Regions from separate parts of the Triticum aestivum genome. Here region 2 is linked to region 1. Evidence: chromatin contacts called from public Hi-C data. All regions are on one chromosome and are shown on one strand. Each heading gives the region's core, a stretch centred on a gene start, on an enhancer-like site or on the middle of the called end of the contact. The rest is flanking DNA. Distances are from core to core; before and after follow the strand shown.

Region 1 (6,449 bases), core at 206-2,705:
ACACAAGCCCCTGTTTTCTTCTAGCTACAATCCAAGAACCGCATTGACAAAGGATGCTCAGCTCAATGGAGCAATGAGCAACAATTCAATCCAATTAACAGATACTCCCTCCGTCCCATAATGTAAGATGTTTTTTGACACTACACTAGAGTTGAAAAACGTCTTACATTATGGGACGGAGGGAGTAACTATCAACCATCCAAAATCCCTCAGCGAATCAGCTCACCCCAACCTACACCGTAATTGCACGTCCCAAAGTTCAAAGATAGGCCGGTTCTTCTCGTGGTTGGCCATGCAGAACCGTTGCTGGACTTCAGACCGTCTGGCGCACCGAGGACTCCCACACCAAACTACGTGCCATCTTGCAACCAACAGGTCGAAACAATCAACCACATCCTCCTCACATGTGTCTTTGCGAGAACCTGTGGCTATGGATTTGGAGCGCTCTCGACGAGCCAAACCAAACTCCAGTGGTGGACGAGGAGTTGGTGGAGTGGTGCACCACGCGGGTTGCGGCTCAATGCTCACCATGAGACCTAAAGGCGATTATCACGCTTTGCTTATGGGAACTTTGGAAACACTGTAAAACCATAGTATTCGACGGCACAACCCCATCCCATCAACTAGCCTTGCCGAACATTAATCATGAAGGACGGACATGGAAATCAGCGGGTCTACTAAAGGGTGACTTTGAGTTTTTCTTCGGTGGTCTGAGTAGGCAGGCTAGCCGCGAGTAATCCCATACTAATGTAACTATCTTGTGGTGGCTAGTGAGAGCCTAGTAAATCGGTTGTAAACCTTGTGGAGGGTTTCTTCACCCCTTTCTTCTATAGACACTTATTCTGGGACGGAGGGAGTATATGACTCGTGCATATTCTAGAGAAAAAAAAGTTCAAAGATGGAGTAGCCCACAGTATAATCTACAGCCACAGTCTAGAACAAATTACCCTAAAAGTCGCCGAATTACCAGCTAGACATGCAGCGGAAACTACAGAGGACAAAAGTATAAACCCCCGAATCGCTGAGATATCCCCAATCCCTCGATCATCCCGACCCCCCGAGATCCAGGTACACCCGCACGCGGCCGAATAGACAAAATCAGGAGTTTCGGGACAGGATGGGAGGCCGGCTGTACCTCTCGTTGCGCTCCCGGAGATTCTTCATGCGCTCGCGGTAGTCGTTCTCGATGATCTTCTTCGCAGCCGCGACGCGCTCCATGGTGCGGCTGGACCCCACCGCCTCCTCCACCAGCGGCTGGCTCCGGCCACCGCGCGCCGCCGTCTCGCTCTCCATGCTAACGCGCACGCCCGCCCGCGGCCCCGCGACCCGGCTCTGCTTCTCGCTGTCGCGAACTCGAAATTCTTTTAAAATTGTTTTCTCTCTTGGTAGTGCTAGTAATGGTTTCTCTTATTGGCTTCGCCGACGCGGCTGCTTCTTGTTTGGTTAGTTTGAGGTTAGAGATGAATAACCTGGTCTTTTTTAGTGGAGGACTACAGGCTGGAGCTGGAGACAGCTTTTTTTTGTATATAATAATAATAATAATAAAACAGGCTGGAGACAGCTAGTGAGTAAATGGAGCACACCGAGCTTTATGGCAAATTTTACACGATTGATTCGGAAGAAAAGGCAATTTTGCAGATAATATTCTATCTTTTCTTTTTCTGAAACACGATAGCCCGTTGTATTAAACAAGAGGGTAAGGAAAGTGCTCACTGCATTAGATATTTCTCAAAGGACCTGTCAATGGCACGTCTAGGGGTGTCCTAATTATTGCATATCTAAGTGATCGTTCCCCACACAACCGCCGTTGTTGGCGAAGCAACCGAAGAAAGGGTGCACCGCACGTACGCCTCCCCCCACCCATCCGACCACCATCTCCCAATTAGCATGCAATCGACAAGAGCCCTCGCCCACGGTGCACTGATCCGCCGCGTTCCGTGCCCCAGGCTTGTACTGGCTCAAGGGGATCCGCCGCGTTCCCTGCCCCGACAGCAGATTAAGCTTCGTAGGCTTGGGCAATGTCGAGGGACACCGGCCTCCGTCCCATCGACCGTGGGGAGGATTGGGGCGAACTAGGAGCAGCAGAGAACTCATGGATTCCGGCTGGATAAGACTCGAACCCCTTGAAATGTGTGATCTAACTCGATAATGTGCCTAGTATTAATTTGACCAATGGACTCGTGAATTGTTGTCTACTTGACTAAATTATTGCCTGCCTAATTGTAGGATTGATCGAGCGTTTGCCTTTCGGCTCGCAGTTATAATGGAAACTAGCATCGTGCGGGGTACAAAAGCGCATCATTTGTCTGGATTTTGCTATCCAAAAGTGGTAGAAACAATTGTTTGGTTTAAAGATTTATGCAACTCCCTCTCTTCTGATTATCCCTGGAGCCAAGCCGATGTTGTTGAACTGAAATATTTCGATAGTAGTGAGCAAAAATTTGTGCCACTAACTTGCGACGAGCATGTAGAAAATCTTTTTGCTTTAATGCTCTCAACCGTTTCGGTAAAATTCAAATCGACGTGCTTCAGCCTCCAAAAGAATGGGAAAAGGAAAGGGTGTGTCACCTGATAACTCTACCAATAGTGAGTGGTCCTGCACTCTGATAGTCTGATACGTCTTCGTCGTATCTACTTTTCCTAACACTTTTGCTCTTGTTTTGGACTCTAGTTTGCATGATTTGAATGAAACTAACCCGAACTGACGCTGTTTTCAGCAGAACTACCATGGTGTTGTTTTTTGTGCAGAAATAAAAAAAATCGGAATGGAACGAAACTTTTTGAAGAATTATTTTATAATAAAAGAAAAATACTGGAGCCAAGAACCACCGGAGGGGGCCCCTGGCTGGGCACAAGACACCAGGGCGCCCCTCCCCACCTCTGGCGCGCCCTGGTGGGTTGTGCCCGCCTGGTGGCCCCGCAGACCCTAATTTCGATGCTATAAAATCATATTTTTGAAGAGAAAATCGAGGAGGAAGTTTTATCGCGTTTCACGATACGGAGCCGCCACCACCTCCTGTTCTTCATCGGGAGGCCAGATCTAGAGTCCGTTTGAGGCTCCGGAGAGGGGATCTTCGATCTTCGTCATCACCAACCCTCCTTCATCATCAATTTCATGATGCTCCCCACTGGGAGTGAGTAATTCCTTTGTAGGCTTGCTGGTCAGTGAAGAGTTGGATGAGATTCATCATGTAATCGAGTTAGTTTTGTTAGGGCTTGATCCCTAGTATCCACTATGTTCTGAGATTGATATTGTTATGACTTTGACATGCTTAATGCTTGTCACTTTGGGTCCGGGTGCCGTGATTTCAGATTTGAACCGTTTATGTTTTCACCATTATATTTATGTTCTAAATCCGAACTTGCAAGTCATATTCACCTATTACGTGTTATGATCCGTAAACCCCAGTGTGACAGTAATTGGGATACTTTCTGGTGATGACCGTAGTTTGAGGAGTTCATGTATTCACTATGTGTTAATGCTTTGTTCCGGTTCTCTATTAAAAGGAGGCCTCAATTTCCCTTAGTTTCCATTGGACCCCGCTGCCACGGGAGGGTAGGACAAAAGATGTCATACAAGTTCTTTCCATAAGCACGTATGACTATTTACGGAATACATGCCTACATTATATTTATGAACTGGAGCTAGTTTTGTATCGTCCTAGGTTATGACTGTTATATGATGAATATCATCCAACGAATCTACCGATCCAATGCCTACGAATTTTCCACATATTGTTCTTGCTAATTTACTACTATTACTGTTATTGTTACACTTGCTACAAAACTATTGCTATCACTCTCACCGTTACTATTGTTGTTACCACTGCTATCAAAACTATCATATTACTATGCTACTGATCACTTTGCTGCAGATATTTAATCTCCAGGTGTGGTTGAATTGAAAACTCAGCTGCTAATACTTACAAATATTCTTTGGCTCCCATTGTGTCGAATCTATAAATTTGGGTTGAATACTCTACCCTCGAAAACTATTGCGATCCCCTATACTTGTGGGTTATCAAGACCTTTTTCTGGCACCGTTGCCGGGGAACATAGCTATATTTGTTGAGTCGCTTGGAATTATTATCTATTTATCACTATGAAGAATCTGAAGGATACCAAGACTAAGATTTTTCCCTCTAAGATGAGGGGAGGTAAGGAATTGCCATCTAGCTCTGCACTTGATTCACCTTCTATTTTGAGTAAACTTGCAATGCCACCACATGTTACTAATCCTGATATGTCGCAAGTTATTGATGATGCTACTTCTGCTATGGATAATGCTTATGATGATGCTAGTACCTTGCTTGATGATAATGTGCCACTAGGTGAATTTCTTGATGAACAACTTGCTAGAGCTAAAGATATTGAGAATGCTGAAACTGATGATGTACTTGGAACTGAAAATCTTGAAACAACTATTAGACCTAACTCTCCTAGATATGAAATGCCTAAGATACCTGAAGGATGCGTTATGGATGAAGAGATAGCTAGGGACTTTCTTACTTGCAATGATAGAGATGATCTTAAGAAATTATTATGCAGACTGAAAGAAAAATCTTTGAATGCTAGAATGAAATGTGATCCTAAGTTTGCTACTTCACCTATCTTTGTTACTGATGAGGATTATGAATTCTTTGTTGACCCAGAGTTAATTATTTTGGTTGAATCTGATCCTTTCCATGGCTATGAGACTGAAACTGTTGTGGCACACCTTACTAAATTGAATGATATAGCCACCCTTTTTGCTAATGATGAGAAAATTCGCTACTATTATATCCTCAAATTATTTCTGCTCTCATTAAAGGGTGATGCTAAGATATGGTAAAATACTCTTGCTCCTAGTTGTGTGCGTAGTCCCCAGGATATGATTTACTACTTCTCTGGGGGGGAAATCCTACTCATAAGAAACAAGCTGCCTTACGGGAAATATTTAACTTGTGCAAATTGAAGAAGAGAGTCTCCCACAAGCTTGGGGGAGGCTTCTCAAATTGCTTAATGCTTTGCCTGATCATCCACTTAAGAAAAATGAAATACTTGATATCTTTTATAATGGACTAACCGATGCTTCTAGGGACTCCTAGATAGTTGTGCTGGTTGTGTTTTCAGGGAACGAACTGTTGAACAAGTCGAGGAATTATTGAATAACATATTGAAAAAAATGATGATTGGACTCTTCCTGAACCATCGCCTAAACCTACTCCGAAAATAGGGGTGTCTTATTTCTCAGTCTTGAAGATATGCAAGAGCAAAGAAATGTATGAAGGGAAAACGTGTTAAAGCAGAGGATGTTAAGAATTTACCACCTATTGAAGAAATACATGGACTTGATACACCACCCCCACGGGTGGTAGAGGTAAACTCTTCATGGAATTTTATGAAAATGGCATCCCTTATAATATGCATCCTAGTCAATGCCTTTATGAGTTCGATAACTACATTAGAAAATAAGATATCTTCAATGCCAATATTATGAAATAGTTGAAATACAACTCTTGTATGATCGCTCGCTTGCGTAACTTGTTATTTAGAATGACTAATGATGTTAGAGGTGTAGGAAAGCATGCCTCTATGGCTCAAACTCAATTAGAACAAGTTGCTAAATCTCAAAGAGAATTGCTTGATGAAATGAATAATAATATGAATGACCATGCTATTAGAGTAGTAACTAGAGAAGGTAGAATGACTCAGGAACCACTTTATCCTGAGGGACACCCTAAAAGAATTGAACAAGACTCTCAAAGAATTAACACTGATGCACCTAGTCCTTATAAAAAGAAAAAGAAAAAAAGAAAAATAATAGGACTTTGCATACCTCTAGTGAACCTGAAATAAAAAAACCTCTTCTAACCTCCTGGGATAATAATGATATTTCTATATTTGATGCTAAAACTCAATCTAGTAATAAACATTCACCTAGTGATAATGAAACATATAATGATGATGTTCATGAAGACACTCAACTAGACAACGATAAAGAACCAGGTAATGATGTGGAGATAGAACCTACTGTTGATGTTGATAATCCACAACCTAAAAATAAAAGATATGATAAAAGAGACTTTGTGGCTAGAAAACATGGTAAAGAAAGAGAACTATGGGTTCAGAAACCCATGCCCTTTCTGCCCAAACCAACTAAGAAAAAAGATGATGAAGAATTTGAGCGTTTTGCTGAAATGCTTAGGCCAGTCTTTTTACGTACTCACTTGACTGATACTCCCTCTATTCCAGAATATAAGGTGTATTGGTTTTTGTGCAAGTCAACCATTTGAAAGTTTGATCAAGATTATAAAACAAAATAGAAACATCTGCAATACCTAATAGATAAAATATGAAACTACCTTTCATGATCGATCAAATGATATAAATTTCATATTGTGGATATTGATATATTTTTCTAAAAACTTGGTCAAACATGCACTCACTTGACTTTTGAAAAACCAAAT
Region 2 (5,980 bases), core at 1,699-4,198, 540 kb after region 1:
CATAGTTTTGCAAACGAATAAAAGAAGATGCATCTATTGGTTGCCAACATGAGCCCACATATGCTCAACCAAATTATTTTGCAGTTACACGTGAGTTTCTCAATCACGCATGTCTTGATGAAATTGGTTGAACTGTTCAAACATTGCCGCTACTCCATGCTTAGGCACAACATTCTTACCCTGAAACTGAAACCCTTGATCATACAGACGTTTCAGGCGCTCGTCTTCTACGATCATATTATCCATGATCACATAAGCAGTCATCACCTCCCACAATTTCTGCATGCTCCAGATATTAGCAGGATACCGGACGATGCCCTATCGAGATTGCAAAACACCAAAGGCACGCTCGACATCCTTCCTAGCACTCTCTTGCTCTTGGGTAAATATTTTCCTCTTCTCTCCGACAGGGTTGGGTATTGTCTTAACAATAGTGGTCCACTGAGGATAGATACCGTCACCCAGATAGTATCCTTTATCGTAGGTGTGGCCGTTGACAGTAAAGTTCACCGGCGGGATGTTGCCTTCGGCAAGCCTAGCAAACACCGGTGAGCGCTGAAGCACGTTGATATCATTGTGTGATCCGGCCATGCCAAAGAAAGAGTGCCAGATCCAGAGATTTTGAGACGCCACGGCCTCAAGTATGACAGTGCAAGCCCTGACATGGCCCTTATACTGCCCTTGCCAAGCAGAAGGGCAGTTCTTCCACTCCTAATGCATGCAGTCTATACTACCAAGCATGCTAGGAAGCCCCGGCTAGCATTCATCGCCAACAAACGGGATGTATCTTTAGCAGTCGGCTCTCTCAAGTACTCAGGCCAAACACAGCAATAACAGCCTTGCAGAACTTATACAGGGACTCTAGGCAAGAAGACTCGCTCAAACGGACGTACTCGTCAATGAGATCACCGGGCACTCCGTATGCAAGCATTCGGATGGCGGCAGTGCATTTCTGATAAGAGGAAAAACCAATCTTGCCAACGGCATCCTCTTTGCACTCAAAATAGTCATCATAGCCGACCACCCCCTCTCTAATACGGTTGAAAAGATGCCTACTCATACGAAAACGGCGGCGGAATTTCTGATGTTTGAAGAACGGGTTTGTTGTATCAAAGTAGTCCTTCCAAAGAAGGAAATGCCCGCTCTCTCGGTTGCGATTCAACGCCAGAAGGTGGCCCGGAATGGAGCCACGGAACAATGGCCGCTGACTGTTGAGGTGGTGATGGACCAACACAGCAGTCAATATCTCCTCCTCGTCATCGGAGGACGAATCGTCGGAGTCGCAAAGGAAATTGTGAAAAAAGAACTCGTCGGCGGAGTCCATTTTGTACCTTGGCAAATTGTCGACCAACTTGTGGGCGTCGGCGAAGGAGACGGCCGGCGAAGGGAGTTGCGGCGCGCACGGACTAGCTAGCTGTCCTGCCGGCGTCCGACGAGCGTGCCAGCGTGTCGGCGTCCGATGAGCGTGCCGGTGAGGATTTGGCCGGGCGGCAAGGCGACTTCTTGGTCGGGGGCGGCTGTGTGGTGGGGGGGGCGCGGAGGGTGGGAAGCAGTCGGCTCCCGGCGGCAAGACGGCGATGGCGGGCGACGTGGGAGTGGGCGGCGTAGCTGGGCTGATGTGGAGGCCCCGGCAGCTGGCAGAGTCGCCGACAAAAATGGGCGGCGGCGGCGGCGACGGAGGAGGAGGGCGAGGGTTGCTGTTGGATGGGGGAGGGCAATGTGACACAGACCGGCGGGCCCGAGGGAGGAGAGGGTGAGCGTGCGCCGTCGCGTGTCTGCGCCGACGCAAATCCGGCTCAAAAATGGGCCGGGTGGGTCGCCCGCGGACGAAAAGCCGACGCGCGTCTGACTCAGCACGTTGGACCGCCTTTTCTGTCCGCGCCGACCCAAACGGTCGGCGGCGGACGAAATGGGTCGCCCCGTTGGAGTTGCTCTAATCAACTACTTTTCAGAACTACAGGGAGCCATATAGTACTAAAAATGCTGTTATATTAAGTATATTATGGGACGGAGGCACTAGTTTTGGCGATTATAGCTGGCCAAACGGGCCGGCCCAGCCCGGCACGGCACGGCCCATCCTAATCGTGCCTGGCACGGCCCGGCCCGCCTAGGCACGATTATTATACGGGCCGTGCCGTGCCAGCCCGCGTGCTGCAGCCTGCAGCCCAGGCACGGCCCGTATGCTAATCGGGCCGGCCCACCGGCACGTCAAGCCCACTAATCTACCTCCTATTTCGCGCATTTAGCGTTTTGTAGCCTATTTTTATCTGTTGGCCCATATTAGGATACATAAAAAAATAAAAAAGTTAATCGGGCCGTGCCGTGCCGGCCCGCGTGCTCGCCCTTCAGGCCTAGGCACGGCCCATGGCATGCCACGTGCCGGGCCCGGCCCGTTTAGCACGTGCCGTGCCGTGCCGGCCGTGCTACCGGGCCGGCCCAACTATCCCGGCCCGTTTGGCCAGCTATAGTGGCGATCCGGTTGACGCGTAGGCACCCATAGACAAAGACTAGCCGGCCATACAAGGCAGGGGTCGTGACAAAAGAAACCCGCGGAAAGAGAAAGAGCCGTCACGGATCGGTCAGTCCACCACTCCACACGGCAGTACGGCCAGGCAGCCCCCAAATCAGTCCACCACACGACAGACGATATTTTCCTTTTCCATTTTCCCCTCAATATAATAGAACCCCGTTGCGGTGGGACCCGGCAGCGAATCGCAGCCCACCACTCTAGCAACTCTACTCGGCTCGGCCACTCGCTTTCCTCCCCTCACCCGTCCGTTCTCCCCACCCGCGTACGCCGCGGTACAACGCCACACACGCGGGCGAGCGGCGGCCTTCCGCGCGCCTTCTCCGCCTCATAATTTTAGTCTCCCGTCACGAATACCGCGTCCGTCCCCAGCTCCCCCCGCGGCCCCATACCTATATATGACTTCGCCCGCGCTCCATCACACCTCAACCATCTCCTCCTCCTCGTCGTCGATCCTCCTCCTCATCCCGCGTCTCACTGAAGCACCCGACTGCCAGTACTGTACTTCCGACTGCCGCCGCCGATCGAGCTAGCTCCGCCAGCCAAGACTCGACGAGACTGATCGGATCATGAGCACCTACCTCACGCCCTTCACCCCTCTTCCATCGCTCTTCGACGGCCCAGCAGCTGCCGACGACCACTCCTCCCTCCTCGCCTTCCTCATGAACGACGACCTCGCCGCCGCGCCCGACGCCTTCCCTTACTACGGCGCCGCCGAGGCCGCGCCAGCCTTCTTCGGACACGCCGCCGCGCCGTTGCCACCGCCACCAGCGGAAATGACTGGTCAAGGAAGGAAACGCGGCTTCGTCCCCGCGGGAGACGACGGCTCGTCGCGGCCGCAGGCGGTCAGGAGGAAGGTGCAGGGCTCGCCGCCCACCTCGCCTGCCCACAGCGGCGGCGACGCAGCACCAGCGGCAAGGAGCGGGGGCCGGCGGGTGTGGGTGCGGGAGCGGAGCACGGAGTGGTGGGACCGCCTCAGCTGCCCGGCGTGCCCGGACGCCGAGTTCCGCCAGGCCTTCCGCATGTCGCGCGCCACCTTCGACGCGCTCTGCGACGAGCTCAGCGCCGCCGTCGCCAAGGAGGACACCGCGCTGCGCGCTGCCATACCCGTGCACCAGCGCGTCGCGGTCTGCCTCTGGCGCCTCGCCACCGGGGAGCCCCTCCGCGAGGTCTCCCGCCGCTTCGGCCTCGGCATCTCCACCTGCCACAACATCGTCCTCCAGGTCTGCGCCGCCCTCACCGCCGTCCTCCTGCCCAAGGCCGTCCGCTGGCCGCTGGAATCCCCCGCCTCCAGGTTCCAGGCCATGTCCGGGATTCCCGGCGTCGTCGGCTCCGTGTACACCGACCACATCCCCATCGGCCCACCCAAGGACAACGTCGCCGAGTACTACAACCGCCGCCTCACGGAGCGGAACAACAAGGCCTCCTATTCCGTCGCCGTGCAGGCCGTCGTGGACGCTGACGGCGCCTTCACGGACGTATGCATCGGCCTCCCTGGCTCGCTGTCCGACGCCGCCGTGCTCGAGAGGTCCGCGCTGCACGCCCGCTGCGAGACCGGCATGCTCGGAGACGACCAGTGCCGGCTGGTGGGCGGCGCGAGCTACCCGCTCACGGACTGGATGCTCGTGCCGTACGCGCACCAGAACCTGACATGGGCGCAGCACGCCTTCAACGAGCGCATCGCCGCCGCGCACGCAGCAGCACAGGGCGCCTTCCAGAGGCTCAAGGGGCGGTGGCGCTGCCTGCAGCGCCGCACCGAGCCCAAGCTGCCGGACCTCCACAACATGATCGGTGCCTGCTGCGTGCTGCACAACTTCTGCGAACGCAGCGGCGAGGAGCTCGACGCCGACATCCAGTCCGAACTCTCCCAGCAGGACGATGCCGGCGTGGTCGCCGCTGCCAATCCAGTGCTGTCCGCAGAGGCCGACAAGGAGCGGGACAGGATTGCTCACGACCTCCTCCATGGCGGCCACCCCAGCGTTACATTCCTCTAGGGGCCTGTTCGCCGTGTCAAAACGCGGGCTTCTGTAATGTGATGAACTACTGATCTTCCATGAAAGCATAGGAAGAATCCCAGTTCAGAACATACAGCTTTCGAATGGGATTAGGACTATTTTTTTCATGCTTGTTCCAAGAGATATTTAGAAGGCACTGACAATGATATCAGAAAACGTAGCGCATTCAAATCTGGTGTAAGTATCATAATGTGGAAGGAATTCACAATATCCATTTGTCCATACCCATGTCATTCAGTAATACTCAATCACTACTAAAGACCAAATTGGCTAACATTTTAAGTGCCAGTCTATCATCATGTGATAGATACATCTCAATTTCTTGACTGGTATGTACAAGGCACAAGCAGAATTGCCCCAGACAGATCTTGTTTGCTAGACAGCAAGACCTGCAACAAGGTCTTGGATACAGTAATCTTACAAGCACCATTCTGTGAGGTATGTTCTAGTTGGAAATCTGACTCTCACTTGCTATACTTGTGTAAATTCCAACGCATTTCCATCCGGGTCTCGCGCAAAGATCGCTGGTCGCCCAGATTTGCTGAGCGTGTAGCTGATTCCTGCATCACGGTCAAGGCGTAGAAGGTCATTGTGTTGTCGGACAATGGACGATAGAGAAATTTTGTGAGGCTAACTAGAATCCAGCATAATGAATTGCAAAACTGCAATGCAGTCTAATTAACATTAATAAAGTCATAGTAGGTGACGCGGTAATGTCAACTAAGAGAATTAAGTTCTAACATAAAACATGGAACAGTGAGTCTTTATGTTCTCATGTCGAAGAGATGGGAATGTGGGTGATAAAGTCATGTGGACGTAATATGCTCGACATTCTTAGAAATCAATTGACCAGTCTTTTAAAAGCTTATCTGATCAGCATCACTGTTCAAGTGTTGAATCAACTATAACATCAGACCGCCCTTTTGACACCTTGCAACAATTTCTACAGAATGGTTATTTTAAACCCAGGACAGGTTTTTCCAGAGCCAAGACACCTATAACTTTACCCTCAGAGGTTTTGATTGCCATGTCTGTCACACAAATAGCCTGACCGGCAACAGTTACAAATTTAGGCAGAACCATAACATACTATGGATAACTTCACTCTATTAACAGTAATTGACAGATACAGTTGAGGCGATGAATATGTCTATCTCTGCAACTATATCTACCAAGGCAAACGCCATACTGCAGTTTTATAAGTTCGATCTTTAGTGCTTGTACTACCAATCCATGGGTTTTCGTGGGTCACCTTAGAATTTAATACTCCCTCCGATCCATATCAATTGTCGCTCACGTAATATAACTTTGTACTAAAGTTGTACTAAGTGGGTGACAAGTAATATGAATCGGAGGGAGTACTTTTTTTTTATCTATGAGTAAGTATACAGATCCTTTTGGAGCTTGTGCGTTTAGTTGCTGAATTGTTGAAACTTTG

What was found. A called contact is a pair of places that touch in the nucleus more often than the background predicts.
Region 2: a contact with region 1 is called in a Hi-C map of leaf, with 2.8 times the contacts expected there. The contact joins the promoter of LOC123115235 here to the promoter of LOC123115191 in region 1. A contact is called at or near these places in 2 of 5 Hi-C or Micro-C datasets (both in leaf).

What each region holds. Positions count from the first base shown.
Region 1 is chr1B:194,150,883-194,157,331 of IWGSC CS RefSeq v2.1, forward strand. LOC123115191 (serine/threonine-protein kinase tricornered) reads right to left here and starts at 1,456. Exons shown (of 13, transcript XM_044536423.1): 1 at 1,136-1,456. The coding sequence starts at 1,293.
Region 2 is chr1B:194,693,795-194,699,774 of IWGSC CS RefSeq v2.1, forward strand. It overlaps LOC123115235 (protein ANTAGONIST OF LIKE HETEROCHROMATIN PROTEIN 1-like), which reads left to right and starts at 2,949. Exons shown (of 1, transcript XM_044536454.1): 1 at 2,949-4,764. The coding sequence starts at 3,097. The coding sequence ends at 4,521. It overlaps LOC123115246, which reads right to left. Exons shown (of 4, transcript XM_044536458.1): 4 at 4,701-5,102. The coding sequence ends at 5,014.